3 separate regions of the Zea mays genome follow, and regions 2 and 3 are each linked to region 1. The links are chromatin contacts, called in public Hi-C maps. All regions are on one chromosome and are shown on one strand. The core of a region is the stretch at or near the end of the contact, and the rest is flanking DNA. Distances in the headings are between cores, read along the strand shown. Region 1 holds the start of LOC100276999 (SnRNP core Sm protein Sm-X5-like protein). Region 2 holds the start of LOC100216884 (Putative glycerol-3-phosphate transporter 1). Region 3 holds the start of LOC100277984.

Region 1 (4,921 bases), core at 718-3,217:
CAGAGGGGAAGCCAAAGAGGAACTTGGCTCCTGAAGCGTAACACATCTCAACCACCAATACATTTTGTTGTATTTTGTTTTTGTGTGTTAGAACAAAGAGTAGGGTAGGCAACCTGACAAAACCTACTTGCAGGATTCAAAAGAAGGTTGCAACACTTGAAGGCAAGATAGAGAAGATGGAGATGGATAAGAGGATAAAAGAGGATCTGAAGACAGTTGCGCTTGGAACGTCAAAGATCAACTATCTTGATCCTAGAATAACCGTGGCATGGTGCAAACGCCATGAAGTCCCTATTGAGAAGGTACGCAATTTCTGGTTCTAGACCGCATTTGTTTTTTCTCCAAATTTTCCCTGTTGCAAAGGCCTGCAGTTATTGAACCTGCTGTGCTGCTGACAGATTTTCAACAAATCTCTCCTCGCGAAATTTGTATGGGCAATGGACGTTGACCCGGAATTCAGATTCTAGGAGACCATTGGCTACCATGTGCCAGCCAGTTTGGTCCAGTTTCCAGCCCTTCTCCCTGGACACTAATTGCAGCTAGGAAAGGAAAGAGCTCGGTGTTTGTTTTTTCAAAGTCCCCACCCCCCCTGCTCGTGGAACGAAGGAAAGCACCCGTCATTCTCTTTGTAGGCCCTTCTTTTTTTTTTCTTTTGGTTCAATTGCGCTAAGTTCAATATGTATTCTGCTGAGAAATCTGAGCTCGTTTGAGAACGGTTGGACATTGAATTCATAGTGAGTTTTAATCTTGAATATAGATGACTTGTTGAGGGATGATCCCGTGGTCGTTTGTGTGTTTTGTCGACTAGTGAGCTTGCCTTGTCCACCAAAGTCAGCTGGTATATAGTAGTAGAGAATAAATGCTTGGCGAAACGATGGCCATCAGGATGGATTATCACTTTGTCAGTGTAGATGAGGAGACCCCTCTCTTCGCCACTCCTCAGACCCTATAAATAGATGACTCATACCCTATAATGAACAGCTGTAGAGGTCGTTCATTCGAAAATATTGCGCGTTGCCTTGTTGCATCCTTACCTCCAGAGCTTCTGAAGTTATAAAAACGTCGAAGCTTGAGCATTAAGAATTTCCTTTAATGTTCATGCATACATCATCTTTGATTGCTTGTACAAGATCATGTGAGCTTGTTGTTCTTCTATAATTTCAACAGATCCATAACACGCGTGAAGAAAAAAAAGCAGCGAAGTAATATTTGGAACTTTTAACGCTAACATTAGAGCATCTCCGATAGTTCTCAAAACGCACCTCTGATTTTGACGTTTTTGGCAGGATTAAAAAATGACATCTCTCCAACAACTGTTGATCCCACTTTTGAATCTTCTTACATTAAAAAAATTGATCGATATGTGTGATATGATACGGCTTAGGGTAAGTAACAATACATGCAGAAAGAAGTCGCCGCCACTATGTCTTTGCCACAGTGCCTTCTATGCACATGCGCTAGAAAACTCTGACCATACTGGCTACACCGCTCTCGAAGATGGGGGCGGCAATCGCTACTGGTCTAGCCTTGACTGGTTGTTGTTGGCTACCAATGGCTGGCGTACTCAGGCTCACTCCAACAGAGCAGCCATCCGGCCAGGTAAAGCTAAAATAGATGTCCTGAAGCAACTGTAGGAGTGCAATATTTCTTCCAAGGAAGCAGCTAAATGAGTTAGGCAAAATGAAAGGCAGGAGAGAAAAACCATATTGGTTGGTACTGTGACCGACAACTAAATTCTTTATTCTTGACTGACCACTGGGCCCCAGTGTCTACTCCATTCCAGCTAAACGTATGGATGACTGTGCTGTTGGAAAGATCTAGCGTATGACTGGACAGGTAAACTACAGACACCAGCCAAAAGTATATATGGCGGCCCGATTTGCATGCCTCCTGTTGGAGTGAGCCTTAGAGGGTGTAGTGTAGGGGATTGTTGGGGGTGCATAAACCTTCACAAAGGACCATTTTTATTTTTTTATGAGTAAGATGTTAGAAATGGTTAGAGGAGGCTAATAAATATATTTTGATGTTTTAACGACTTGAAGAACACATTGATTTATATTTTTGTTTTTTGAACTATTAAAGAAAGCAAATTGATTTGTAAAGGGACTATTATATAAAGCGAATTGATTTGTAAAAAGGGACCGGGAAAAAACTAGTACTTTTGGGCCGTTCGCAGGCTCCCATCTTCTCCCGCATAATCTTCCTCCCGCACATCCCGATCCTCCAGCTGTGGCATGGGTCTTGTGCAGTGTTGGTGGGCTGACCAGTTGGGCTATGGCCTGCTCGCATAATCTTCCTCCCGCACATCCCGATCCTTCTCTCGGCGGCCCGTTGGTCACGTGACTCATCCCCCTGTGCTCTCCTCTCGTGGCCTTGTTTCCTGGCGGCGACGGCTGGTCGAGCGGCGCCGCCCTTGGCTAGGTCTTCGCTGGGTCCTTCCCCGGCGACGAGCGTCCATCTGGTACGCCTCTTCCTTTCTGTCCGCTTCCATTGAGTTCCCATCCCTTCACTCTCTGCGAAACCGAGCACGCCAAGCCCTAGAGTGAGCTATTTGAGTTCCGATCTGAACCAATCTACATGTACATAATATGTACTGTACCCACCAACTTCGATTTTTTTTGCGAAGAAAAATATCGCGTGTACGCATGTTCTATAGCGGATCCGTGCGCACCTGTCGTCTAGTTGAGCGAACGAGGGGGAGCAGACTTGTGCCCCTGTCCTGAATTTGGGTGCTAATTTGTTTGTGCTGATTTTCAGGGGTCGACTGAACTGAGCAGGCAGTAGGAAGAGACACTATGGTATCCCCCCCCCTCTTGTACTGGTGATTTGTTTCTTGCTAGGCCTGTGCCAGAGTTGTATTGATGCACCTTTCTTCTCGTGCAGTTGTTCTTCTCCTACTTCAAGGAGCTGGTGGGGAAGGAGGTGACAGTGGAGCTCAAGAATGACTTGGCGATCCGCGGGACGCTCCACTCGGTTGACCAGTACCTCAACATCAAGCTCGAGAACACCCGCGTAGTCGACCAGGACAAGTATCCCCACATGGTATGCCTGCTGTTGTGTCGTGTTGTTGTGCTGCAGAATTATGCCCTTCAGCTTAATCCTACCAGTTAGAGTTTGTAGCCTATTAGATTGTTGCTCCTTGGTCGTTTAACATGCACCCTTGTTTGATGCCGACTTGGTGGAACTGGGAACTGCAGGGAAAGGCCATAGCAGTAGTCGTTTCTCCCCTTTTACGACATCTTTGGTTGTGTGGGACGGTTCCTATGTTATACAAATAAAGGCCATAAGGGATGTGTGTAGGCATTCTTGTGGCAGACCTTACACTAATTGCATAATTGTGCACTTGATTTCTAGCGGACTTACCTTAAGATTGACTGTCAGAACTTAGTGTTTGGGTGATTTGATGCTACCCATGTTCACACGTGCTGAACAGCAGCACAAGTTTGTTGTCGCAAGCTTACTCTAATTGCATACCTGTGCTGTTGACTTGTAGTATATTTACCATAATGCTGGCTGTCAGAACACGGTGCTTGGGTAATTCGATGGTGTTCAGTGACCATGAATACAGAACGACCCCACAGATTTATCCTTGAAGCATTCATTTTTGCATTGTGCACTAGACTTCCAGATTCTCGTAAGTTGATTGAATGTGTCTTAATGAGCCTCTTTATCATGTGCCTGGTGTGCTTTCTCGTTAATATTGTATTGTACTGTAAATTGATGAAACTCTGTTAGTTTGAGAATGAAATTTCTGTTCCTAAATCATGGCCCAGAAGTTGCATAAGTTAAATATAATACATTTGTTCGCTGCCTCCATTCCTACTTATGGTGAACTCAGTTCCATAGAAAGATGCTTTAGATATACAGATGGAAGGTTGTGGGGGCACACCCTTGTGTCAGTTTCTCATCTAGTTCTGGTTGTCTAAACTTCTGAATTCATTGTCGATTTACAAAGGATGTTAACCTGATTATGAACATATTGATCATTGATCAATGAAGCCTTCATTAATAGACGTTCAAATTTGCTGATATGTTCTTGGAAATTTTACTGATGCCTGCACATGAAAATTTGAAACCTTTTAATTCCCTGCCAAGATATAGATAGGCAAGTCACCAGTGCAAGATAGGCTTCCTTCCTATTGTTCTAGATAATGGAAGTAATCTGATAGTCTCAAGTAAAGAAGGAAAAAGGTAAAAAGATTGATATTTTACACTAGGAAGTTGACACATCTGGATTTTCCTTCTCACACGACTTATGGGTCGATCTAATCAATCTGCATAGATCTACCATTCATTTGGCTGCCTTGCACTATAGTTGTGCTCTTGCATCTGTAGCAGTAAAATTTCTGTTGGAACTCGATGCATGGTGGTGTCCACACTCCACACATACCGAATAGAGAATCAATAGAACCATAGATGTAGCAAATGAAAGAAGCGAACATTCATATCCACTTGACTGGAGTTGTCTATGAACTATTAAACTCAACACATCGAATTGAGTAACCATGAAGTCAAACGAGCCCCTCTGGCATGGCACTTATGTGCTTGGTTCGTGATTAATGTTGTACTTCAAATCATTAGATATTTTCAGGCCGGTGCATATATATGTCAGTTATATTCAGAATGCTCACTTTTTCTACTCTTTCACATCATGATAGTTCAGGTCTTCTTAGTGCTTGCGCCGCACTTGATGGCTTTTTATCAGCCAGTTATTTCCTCCACAGGCTGCTAATGGAACTACATTTTGTTACTCCACTGTTCCCAAATGTAGGCCGTTACAGATTTGTCCTGAATCAAACATTGTTTTAACTTTGACCGCCAATATCTAAAAATCTAAATAGATTTCCAATATAAGCTTCATGCTACTAGATTCACCATGGAAATTAATTCCATAATGTATATTTTTTTTGTAAAATTCTAT
Region 2 (4,921 bases), core at 688-3,187, 310 kb after region 1:
CGTAGGCGTGAGGGCCGCCGGATGCGTGGAGTCTGGGTGGCTGTCCAGATCTACGCTCTGGAGGGGAGTAGCACCTTGCAAAATCTCCAACCCAGGCACCCAGCCAAGAAGATGTGGCGCACACGCGACATCCTGTCCTGTTCCTGTACGCACATCGGGAAACACGTCGCTGTGTCTGTTGCGCGCCTCCGCTTCGGTACGCCACCTATCTCATCTTCATTTTCCGGCGTCGTCGTCTTCTTCTGCTATGGCCACCATTTGTGACCTGTACCGTTGGGGAAAAAACAACTCACGCGAAGCTTTACGGCGATTATTTTTGTGGTTGGATAATTACATTAATCCCACTACGTTACTACCTGGGCACTTCTGCCACCACATATGGTTTATCTGGTCCGGATGACTTGTGGCGAGAGGTGACAACGGACTCTAAATTTTACACTATAAAATTTAAGAATTGGATCGAGTTAGGACCAGATCCTATTTCTATTTATTTTTAAATTAAAATTTATTTAGAGCGATTCACCACCACTCCTACTGCGGCTCGTCGTCTATGCAACACCGTTTATCCATTCATCAGGTGTGGTGTTATGGTTATGATCTGACCAAATTATATAATTGAACTTATTTTAAATTAAATACTAGCTTAAAATACTGAGTGGTTTTCATGGTATCACAATGCACATAAATAGATCGTTTCTTAAGTCGGGGCAGACACCGAATTTGCATCAAATTTAACTTTTCGCCAAAATTTTTATGTTTTTACATTGCCTTTTAGTGCTAGTTTAACAAACACAATTTTTTAAGGATTCCCATTGTTATAAAGAAATTGGTCCTTTTAGGAAGAAGGAAATCTCTTGAAAATGGAGTTGTCAAACTAACTCTTAATTATATTTTTTTCTGACCAGAAACCGTAGTAAAAAGAAATTTTGAGTACCCCGCTCCCTTTTGCACCCAACATTTAGGACTAGTTTGCGAGTCCAAAACCCAAATGGGATTAGAGAGGATAAAATCCTCTTTTTATTAATAAGAAGAGAATTTTAGCCTCTCCAATTCTCACTGTTTTTGTGGTTTCTAAACTAACCCTTATATGAGGCGGGAGATACTACCATGATGAGTGGTGCACAAAGATTTTTTTAAATAAATAATTAAATATATAGACACTAGTTGCATACACTTGAGAGCATGGGCTATGGAACCAATTATTTGATTTTGAATGGTTGAACGCATCTCGCATGGTTTATTCCAAGAATATACCCGGCGGCCGGCGCCCATGCAGATCCCTCAAAACTTGTGGGCCATCGCAGGTTGTGGCCGCCGGCAGACGTGTAGACACGCGTGCCACACAAGATCCGGGCTCGCGCGGCTCAGTTTTTATCTGGGACAGTCGAAGCGGGGCCCACAACACGGCCATTGCCCATTGACGTGGACTGACGACACGGGGCCCACCGTCTGGCGTCACGGCCGCGGGAACGGGGAAGCGCAGCCGAAATCGCCGCTCCTGCGCGACGAGAACAGCGGCGGATCCAAGCGGGCTGGCTTTCGTGCGGTGCGGGTGCCTGTGGGCTTGTGTGGCTCGGCGCCCGTGTGGCCCGTCCTGCGGCCTGTGGCTCGGCGCCCGTGGGGACGGGCACGCAGTGACGCGGCGGTCCGGGGCGCAGAAGGACCCGCACGGCACGCGAGGGATAATTCCAGTGGCGGGAAGGGAATATTCGGATCGGACAGCTTCGCCGCCCCGTCGGCTCGGCCATGAGTTCCGATCCTCCTCCCCATTTCCGACCCTACCCCTGCCATGTCGCCGAATACCCGCGCGCTGCAAAGGCACACCAAAGCGAAGGGGCCAGTTCCGTCCAAGGGCAGCACCGTAAATCCCCGGCGCACCTTTCGATAAATGCGCTCTTGCTTCGGTGCCTTCGCCCTCCGCACCACGCAAACCGAGCTCGAGAACACCACCACGAACAAGAAAGAAACACGGCCGCGGCGGGGCGGGGCGGGGCTTCTTCTCCTTTTCCAACTCGCTGCCCGTTGCGTGATTCCGCCGCGTCGCGTCGCGTGTGCATTTGCGCGCGCGCGCAGGAGCCGCCGCTCCGATCGCCCTGAAAAAGGTCCGTGCTTTGGCCGAGCCCCGTTCCCATTCTTGGTCTCTGCGAATCCGCAGCTTGTATTGTTGCTTCTTGCTCCTTCGATGTTACTGACTTTCATGGTGGTGTGTGGTTCTGTACTACTTTTAATCGGTTTAGCCGGGCTTCTGGGTGGAAATTGACGGAAGTTTTGGTGAAGAAATCGATAGGAGTTTGGGACAATGCGGTGGTGTTTTTCCATCCAGAACTTGGGGGGGGGGGGGGGGGGGGGGGGGGAGGGGGGCTGTCAGGTACCTGTTGAGTCGGAACTCGGAAACAGCCAGCCGGATCCTGTGATTGGACTTGTGAGACCTTTGCAAGGACGTTGGGACTAGTAAAATGTCAAGATCACCTTTTTTTTACCTGCGTCCACACGGAAACTTCCTTTCTTCTCGTGCAGGTTTCAGAAAGCACGCTAGTACTTGGGGGGACTTGGGAGCTAAGGCTGTCTCCAGCAACGTCCCCTAAATTTCATACTCTAAAAGAATATTCTCTGTCCTTTACATCACTCTTTAAAAGATTCTGTACTCTATATCTTCTTCATCTCCAACAATATCCCCTAAATTTCACCCTCTATATCAACAATGCTACTAGATTTGATATTATATATTATTTTTTACCGCTCGTCAGCACGTGTATAGAAATCAGCACAGTGTATAGAGCACCGCCGTACATCCTCTATACATAGCGCATGCATGTCATCCTCTAAATTTTAGAGGATCTTTTAGAGTCCCTTGTTGGAGGGATAGAGGATCTGACAAACCTCTATATTTAGAGGACAGGAGTTTTTACAGGACCCTGCTGGAGCGAGCCTAAGTCTTCCTTGATAGGCTGCTACAAACGCAGCTGACCTAATGTTAGGAGGGCACTAATTTGGCGAGATTCTGATCAGTGGGACATTTTATGAGATGCAAATTTAAGTACCCTGTCTAAGACCCTGTTATATTATATAATCCAACTTAAATAAGTTAAGTGACAAACAAACAACACAGATTATTATGTGGATTATATAATCTAGACAACTAGATTATGATAATTCATAAGTAGGTCATTAGGTGCTTGTATAATCTAGAGGTTGAATTATATAATCCTGCAAGGAAACAAATAGGCGAGCCTAATTGTAGGTGTCTCGTGTCTATGATCCGAGATTCCGAGGTCACAGTGTGATCATAGAATCTGACTGCGGAGTAAGTAGATCAATTTTTAGAGCATGATTGCATATTATGAAGTAAAAGAGTTGGCTAACATCTGCTGTCTCAGACTCTTAATTATCCACGTAGAATTCATAAGCTCCTTGCACGCCTGTTATCCTGATAACATCTTCCTTGCTTTCAGGTGCCAATTGTTACTGATTCCAGATATAGGTGTTCCTGCGCTGGAACTAACTGCGCCGCGACCTTCCTCAGCAATCTTATGCTCATGTCTCACTCTCAACAGATGGCGAATAGTAGGAAGCCTCCTGGCCTCAGGTTACTCGGAGGCGCCGGCTCACTGACAACGTACCAGACACTAGTCCTGGTCCTCACGTTCTTGGCATACACATGCTTCCACATGACTCGGAAGATCCCAAGCATAGTCAAGAGCGCTCTGGACCCGCAGACGAAGGTGGGGTTCTCGCACTGGGGACGGTTGCACGCCAGCAGAAACGCTCTCACCACCGGCTGGCTGCCGTTCAACACCGCCGACGGCTCCGCGCTGCTCGGCGAGATAGACGTCGCGTTCCTCGCCGCGTACTCCGCCGGGATGTTCTTCGCCGGCCACATCGGCGACCGCATGGATCTGAGGGTCTTCCTGACGGTCGGCATGGCCGGCACCGCCGTGTTCACGACGCTCTTCGGCGCTGGATACTGGCTGAACGTCCACAGCTTCTACTATTTCTTGGTTATTCAGATGGTTTCTGGCCTGTTTCAGTCAGTTGGCTGGCCTTCGGTTGTTGCGGTTGTCGGCAACTGGTTCGGGAAGAGTAAGAGAGGATTGATCATGGGGATATGGAACGCACACACCTCTGTCGGGAATATAGCAGGCTCGCTGCTCGCCGCGTTCCTCCTGAAGTTCGGGTGGGGCTGGTCGTTTGCCGTCCCCAGCCTTATCATGGCGCTCGTTGGGTTGATGGTGTATGTTTTCCTGCCGGTTAGTCCTGAGGCCATGGAGATTGACAGTGACGGCGGTGAGCTTAACTGCGAGAAGGACGCTGTGAAGGAGCCTCTCTTGGAACCAGGCCAAGAAGTGAAACATAGTGCAGTGGGGTTCTTAGAGGCATGGAGGATTCCTGGGGTCGCGCCGTTTGCTCTGTGCCTCTTCTTCTCCAAACTGGTCGCGTATACCTTCCTGTACTGGCTGCCGTTCTACATCAGCCATACACGTAAGTCTTCGTATTCATTCAACGACGTTCAAATCTCTGTCTGTTTGATCAGTATATTAGAAGAACTGGAAGTCTGGAACTGCTCCTATGAATGTGCTTTCTAATAGGCCTTCTTCACTCGCTCGTGTTTCAGGCATTGGTGGCGAGTACCTCTCCGACGCCACGGCAGGAAGCCTATCGACGATCTTCGACGTCGGCGGCGTGCTGGGAGGGGTCCTGGCGGGCCACATCTCCGACCGCCTGAACGCGCGCGCGATCACGGCCGCGAGCTTCACTTACTGCGCGATCCCCGCGCTCTTCCTGTACCGCACGTACGGGAGCATGTCGATGGCGTGGAACGTCTCGCTCATGTTCGTCACGGGGATGTTCGTGAACGGGCCCTACGCGCTGATCACGACGGCGGTGTCGGCCGACCTCGGCACGCACAGCTCGCTCAACGGCA
Region 3 (4,921 bases), core at 1,031-3,530, 260 kb before region 1:
TTTTATTTATGATTTTTCCATTTTTACTTTTAAACTATGTAATTTTATGCATAAATTGTGTACTTTTTATTATTATGCTTGAGCTATGTAATTTTTAATTGTTGCTACTAATTATGTATTTTTATTTGTTTAGTTACGTAAATAGATTTATTTGAACTTCAGTAAAGCGCAATATTTCATGTCAACTAAAAATCTTTAAATAAAAAGCTGATGTGACCATGATGTAGTTGTACGCTGACAGTAAAGGTTGTACGTTGGACTCTTGCAGTAGATAAGGGCTGACAATGGTCGGTATGAACATGTAGATAGTTTAGGATTAGAACTAGCCTTATTCACTAGGGTTACATGAGATTTTGTTGTAGACTTCAGTTGTCGCTCACTCTGCTTGGTGTCCAACGTGGTTTGCTATTTTTGGGAGGCATGATAAGATTATCTCTAGCAGTAGCCTCTATATATCTTATTTATATCTATCCTTTACATATTTACCTAATAGATTTTGTTATCTATATATTTTATCTACATCTCCTATCTCTTGTCTGCTATACGATCTATATTATAAATGTATTTTTGTTAAAAAAAAATCTACCGTACGGATTTATCATATCCTCAAATATTTTATACATAATTAGGTTTATTTAATTCGTTAATTAAAGTCTATAAATAGATAGAGAAGAAGAGATGGACATGTCATTCCCCTAGGCAGTTACACTTGGCAGCATGGTTTTCGTAAAGCACGGGTCCATTGTGCCTGCAAACATAGTGAACCAAGGAAATAAAAAATAAGCACAAGCAACACAAAAAGGGGTAAAAGGATATATTAAAAAAAGAGTATAAACAACGCGAACACAGCGAATGAAAATAAAGGGTAAAATAGATATGATTAAAAATCACATATAGATTAAAAAAACAACAACACGCCCAGTGGGACTCGAACCCACAATCGCCTGATTAGAAGTCAGACGCCTTATCCATTAGGCCATGGGCGCCAACTGTTCATTTTAGTTCCTACATATATGTATTACTATACGTAACATAAACTTTCTGCAGGCGCAACAAACCACGAGCATCCACACACCACTTGAAGCTACTTGAACGCGTTTGTACTTCTCATGGATTCCTTAAACAGTCAGATACTCGTACGATTTCTATATATCTATACGTGTTCTGTTGATTAGATGTGTGTAAATATGAAGCCAACAACCAAGATTTGAACACCTTTGTTGATGCAAAATTTTATCTTAGTCTAGTACAAGGCGACGACCGTTTTATATAGTAGAGAAAAACAAAAGAAAATTGAGAAAGGTTTTATTGCAGCGCGATTATCTTTGTGGATTGGATTGGACGGGTGAGGATTCATTATTCAGCACGACAAGTGGAGGGGTGGTACGAGTTTGCAGCACCAGGCGTGGCCTTGCAGAGGCCAGCCAGCGCAACAACGGAGTCCATCACAAGAGGAGAGTCCCCAAGAATCCAGCCTCCTCTATGCATCTTGTGCTCTATCAATCAATCAATCATTCTCTGACACCACCGTACCTCTCGCAGCTCTCACACGTATAGATCCATCCAGGAGGAGTTAATAAGCTTAGCCAATGAACATGATGATGATGACAGCTCGGTGATGGAGTTTATTACACCAAAGCAACCGCAAAGGCTTACGTTACCTACGGCAGCTCAAAGCCTGCCTGAACGTGCATGCCACGACGCCACGTCACGTCATGCAAGATACACAGCCACCACGGGTCCACGACGTACGGTACGGGTACGGCTCACGCGTGCCGCGGTGAGCAGGCGGCGCCGGGCTGACGCGCAGCGGCGGCGTGCTATCTTCTTGCGCTGGTGGCTGTTGTCGACGGACGCGCCCGCCGCCGCCGGTACTCCTCGCTGTTGGACGACGGCTCCGCCACGTCGGCCGCGAAGCGCACCTTCTTCTTCCTTCTCGTCGTCGTCGTGCCACGCGGCCGGCGCCGGTCGTGGTCCGCTGCTCCGTCGTCGTCACCTTCGCCGAGGATCATGGCCCTGAGGTCCGCCTCCAGCCGGCGGTGGAGGCGGTAGGAGACGAGGATGATGCTCGTCGACACCGCGGCCACCGCCAGCAGCCCCAGGCAGCTCCCCGCGCCGCCGCTCCGCCGCTCCATCGCGCGCGATCAGCGAGGGGCCGGCCGCTGCGTACGTAACGTACCCTTCCGCTAGCTTCGACGACGATACAGATCGATCTCTCTCTCTCCTATCTGTCTCAGAGCTACTGCCCGGCTGGCGATCTATCTTAATTGGCTACCTCCTACTCCGGCGGATCAATTGGAGTTTATATAGAGAAATAGAGATCAGAAAAGGCAAACCAACGAAAAGCGTGATGGCTCCGACTCCGAGTCGTGACAGAGGGAGATTACAGCCGTTTTTAGAAGTGTGCAAGGAAACAAAAAGGCACGCTTGAATTCCACGTACGCGCGCGTGCACCAGGTTTTATTTTGCTTCCGTGGTTTCTATATACCATATAGATTATATATAGATTTTGTTTTAATAAAATATAAAAAATATGTGTGTTTCTTAGTTAAGTGGGTGTGGATTAGAGATGGCCAAACGGATCGCCCGACTCGACCCATTTTGGGCCCGGCCCGCTAGGCACGGTTAGAAAACCGGGCCGGGTCGTCTAAGCTCGCGGGCTCGGTAAGCACGAAAAAAGCGGGTCAAAACGAGTCGGTAAGCACGATTTAGTGCAAAAAACTAGGTTTGATGGGTTTAGAGGTAAACGGGTCGTGTCTGGCTAGCCCACCGTGCTTAGTTTTCTGTCCGGGCCCGGCTCGCTTATTCGTGCTGGGTCGGATCGGGCTCGTACCGGGCCAAAAAAAAACGTGCTTCGGACCGGGCTTTCGTGCTTTTTGTATATCTATAGTGTGGATGTAGAGCCGACAACCAAGGTTCAAATTCCACTTGTATATAATTTTACCTTATTTTTGCATAAAGTGGAAAGTGTGACATACGACGACCGTGGAACCCTGAAAACTAGTGAAATTGGTGCTTTATAATAGTAGAGAAGTAGTGTGTTCTCCTTTAGAGTATATATCGTCATTAACATATCCTATAACCATCTATTTCTCCACTACCACATACTTTATAATCATTAGAGATCATAGATCTCCTGGCTCTCTAATACCTTAAAACTACATCGTTTTGAGGGTTCTAGGGTTTCTCCAATGGTAGAGGAAGTTTCTCCAATATATCTCTGGTACCTTAAAACTACATCAATTTAATCGTGCTTGATGATTCAACATTAGTAGCTAGGATTTCATTAACATTTGGATGGACTAGTATCGAAACATCAACATGTATTGAGAAATATGGTTTTTGAACCATCAAAATTGGGGCATACACCCTCTTTTCCTAATGAACTATTTCTTGGGGTACCATGCTTCCCTTGATCATTTTATTTTCTCATAATACTACATATTTTGTTGCTACAAACTTAGGATGTTTGACTAGGCACTGCAATCTGAACCCTTTCTATTTCTTAGGGTAGCCAATAAAATAACAATCTGTTCTTTCATCTATTCTACTTATCCATGATTAAAGATTTTTGCTTCATCTGGATAGCCCTAAATATGCAGATAATTCATCTTGGGCTTTCTTTCAGTCCACAACTAATATGGAGTCTTAGGAATTGATTTACTAGGGACTATGTTGAGTATATGGATAGTCATTTTTAAAGCATCCATCCACAAACCTAATGGTAAATTGGAGTAACTCAACATACTCTGCACCATATTCATCAAAGTATGATTTCTTCTTTCTACTACCTCATTTTGTTAGGGCTCACCTAGTGTTAAGTCCTAGGCTACAATGCCACTTTATTGAAGGAATCTTGCAAAAGTTCATGGTACTTGTTGAAAGCATCTAGGCCCCTGGTTGGTTTTAGTGATTAATGACAACGTAATGTTATATGTGACTAACATGTGTTTTGCAGAGACAAATGGTAAGTTAGGTCGCATTACAGGTAGAAGTACTACAACAGTGAAAACAATCCCGGAGATAAGAACTTGAAGCGACGGCTAAACGACGAAACAAAAGGTGAAGGACTACGAAGTCTGAGTGTCAAGGAGTTGTGGACACTCGTGATTTAGTTAGGTCTTTTATTCTCTTTTAGCCGTACTATAAAGAGGGGTTGTCGATGAGTAGTTTGACCAAGAGAGTTCTAGTGTAGTGTTGGTGCACATTCACACTCACATATAGTGCTAGGTGTCACTCTAGAACTCACTCACAAGTTAGAACGAAAACCGATTTGAAAAACAGCTAAAAACAAGAAATATGGTTTCTGGCCTTGGGGCACCGGACTGTCCGGTGCGCCCTCTGCCAGGTGGGTCAGGCTGGCCCAAGGGAAGGCTTTCCCCGAGCAGAAAACCCGAGAGCGCCAGTTTCAGAAATGAATTTTAGTGGCGCACCGGACAGTGCACCGGACTGTCTGGTGTGCACCGGACAGTGGCTGTTCACTGTCCGGTGTGCCATCAGCCCAACAGCTAACTGTTAGAACTAGCCGTTGGAGTCGATCGTTGGCGCACGGTGGCGCACCAGTGGCGCACCAGACTGTCCGGTGCGCCCATGCGCAGAAGAGTGCTGGTAACGGCTAGTTGGTGGGTGAGTGCTATTTATACCCCCTCCACCCACCATATTCAATGACTTGCTGCCCACATTAATTCCAGCACCTTGGTAGAGCATTGCAAGCACCAAAAGCCTAGTGAGGAGATTAGAGAATCTTAATCCCGCATTTGTTCCTCATTAGCGCTAGCGAGAGCCACCTAAAGCACACACCACTTGCATTAGGCTTCTCTTGGTCAAGCAAAAGTCTATGACTTGTTACTCTTGGTGATCAGCATCACCTAGACGGCTTGGTGGCGTTGGGAGCTCGGTGATCACCGTGAAGATCTTGTTG

The links. Hi-C and Micro-C count contacts between places; a contact is called where the count stands out from the background.
Region 2: a contact with region 1 is called in a Hi-C map of endosperm, with 4 times the contacts expected there. The contact joins the promoter of LOC100216884 here to the promoter of LOC100276999 in region 1. A contact is called at or near these places in 9 of 25 Hi-C or Micro-C datasets (bundle sheath, ear, endosperm and 3 more).
Region 3: a contact with region 1 is called in a Hi-C map of ear, with 2.4 times the contacts expected there. The contact joins the promoter of LOC100277984 here to the promoter of LOC100276999 in region 1. A contact is called at or near these places in 3 of 25 Hi-C or Micro-C datasets (ear, leaf and tassel).

The regions. Positions count from the first base shown.
Region 1 is chr4:35,395,325-35,400,245 of Zm-B73-REFERENCE-NAM-5.0, reverse strand. LOC100276999 (SnRNP core Sm protein Sm-X5-like protein) reads left to right here and starts at 1,967. Exons shown (of 4, transcript XM_008680044.4): 1 at 1,967-2,461; 2 at 2,758-2,798; 3 at 2,884-3,042. The coding sequence starts at 2,796. It overlaps LOC100191474 (topoisomerase I), which reads left to right. Exons shown (of 16, transcript NM_001164334.2): 14 at 1-37; 15 at 134-302; 16 at 399-755. The coding sequence ends at 467.
Region 2 is chr4:35,082,442-35,087,362 of Zm-B73-REFERENCE-NAM-5.0, reverse strand. It overlaps LOC100216884 (Putative glycerol-3-phosphate transporter 1), which reads left to right and starts at 1,937. Exons shown (of 3, transcript NM_001143271.1): 1 at 1,937-2,102; 2 at 3,555-4,479; 3 at 4,613-4,921. The coding sequence starts at 3,555.
Region 3 is chr4:35,656,135-35,661,055 of Zm-B73-REFERENCE-NAM-5.0, reverse strand. It overlaps LOC100277984, which reads right to left and starts at 2,280. Exons shown (of 1, transcript NM_001151411.2): 1 at 1,586-2,280. The coding sequence starts at 2,135. The coding sequence ends at 1,821. TRNAR-UCU (transfer RNA arginine (anticodon UCU)) reads right to left here and starts at 986; the gene lies at 914-986.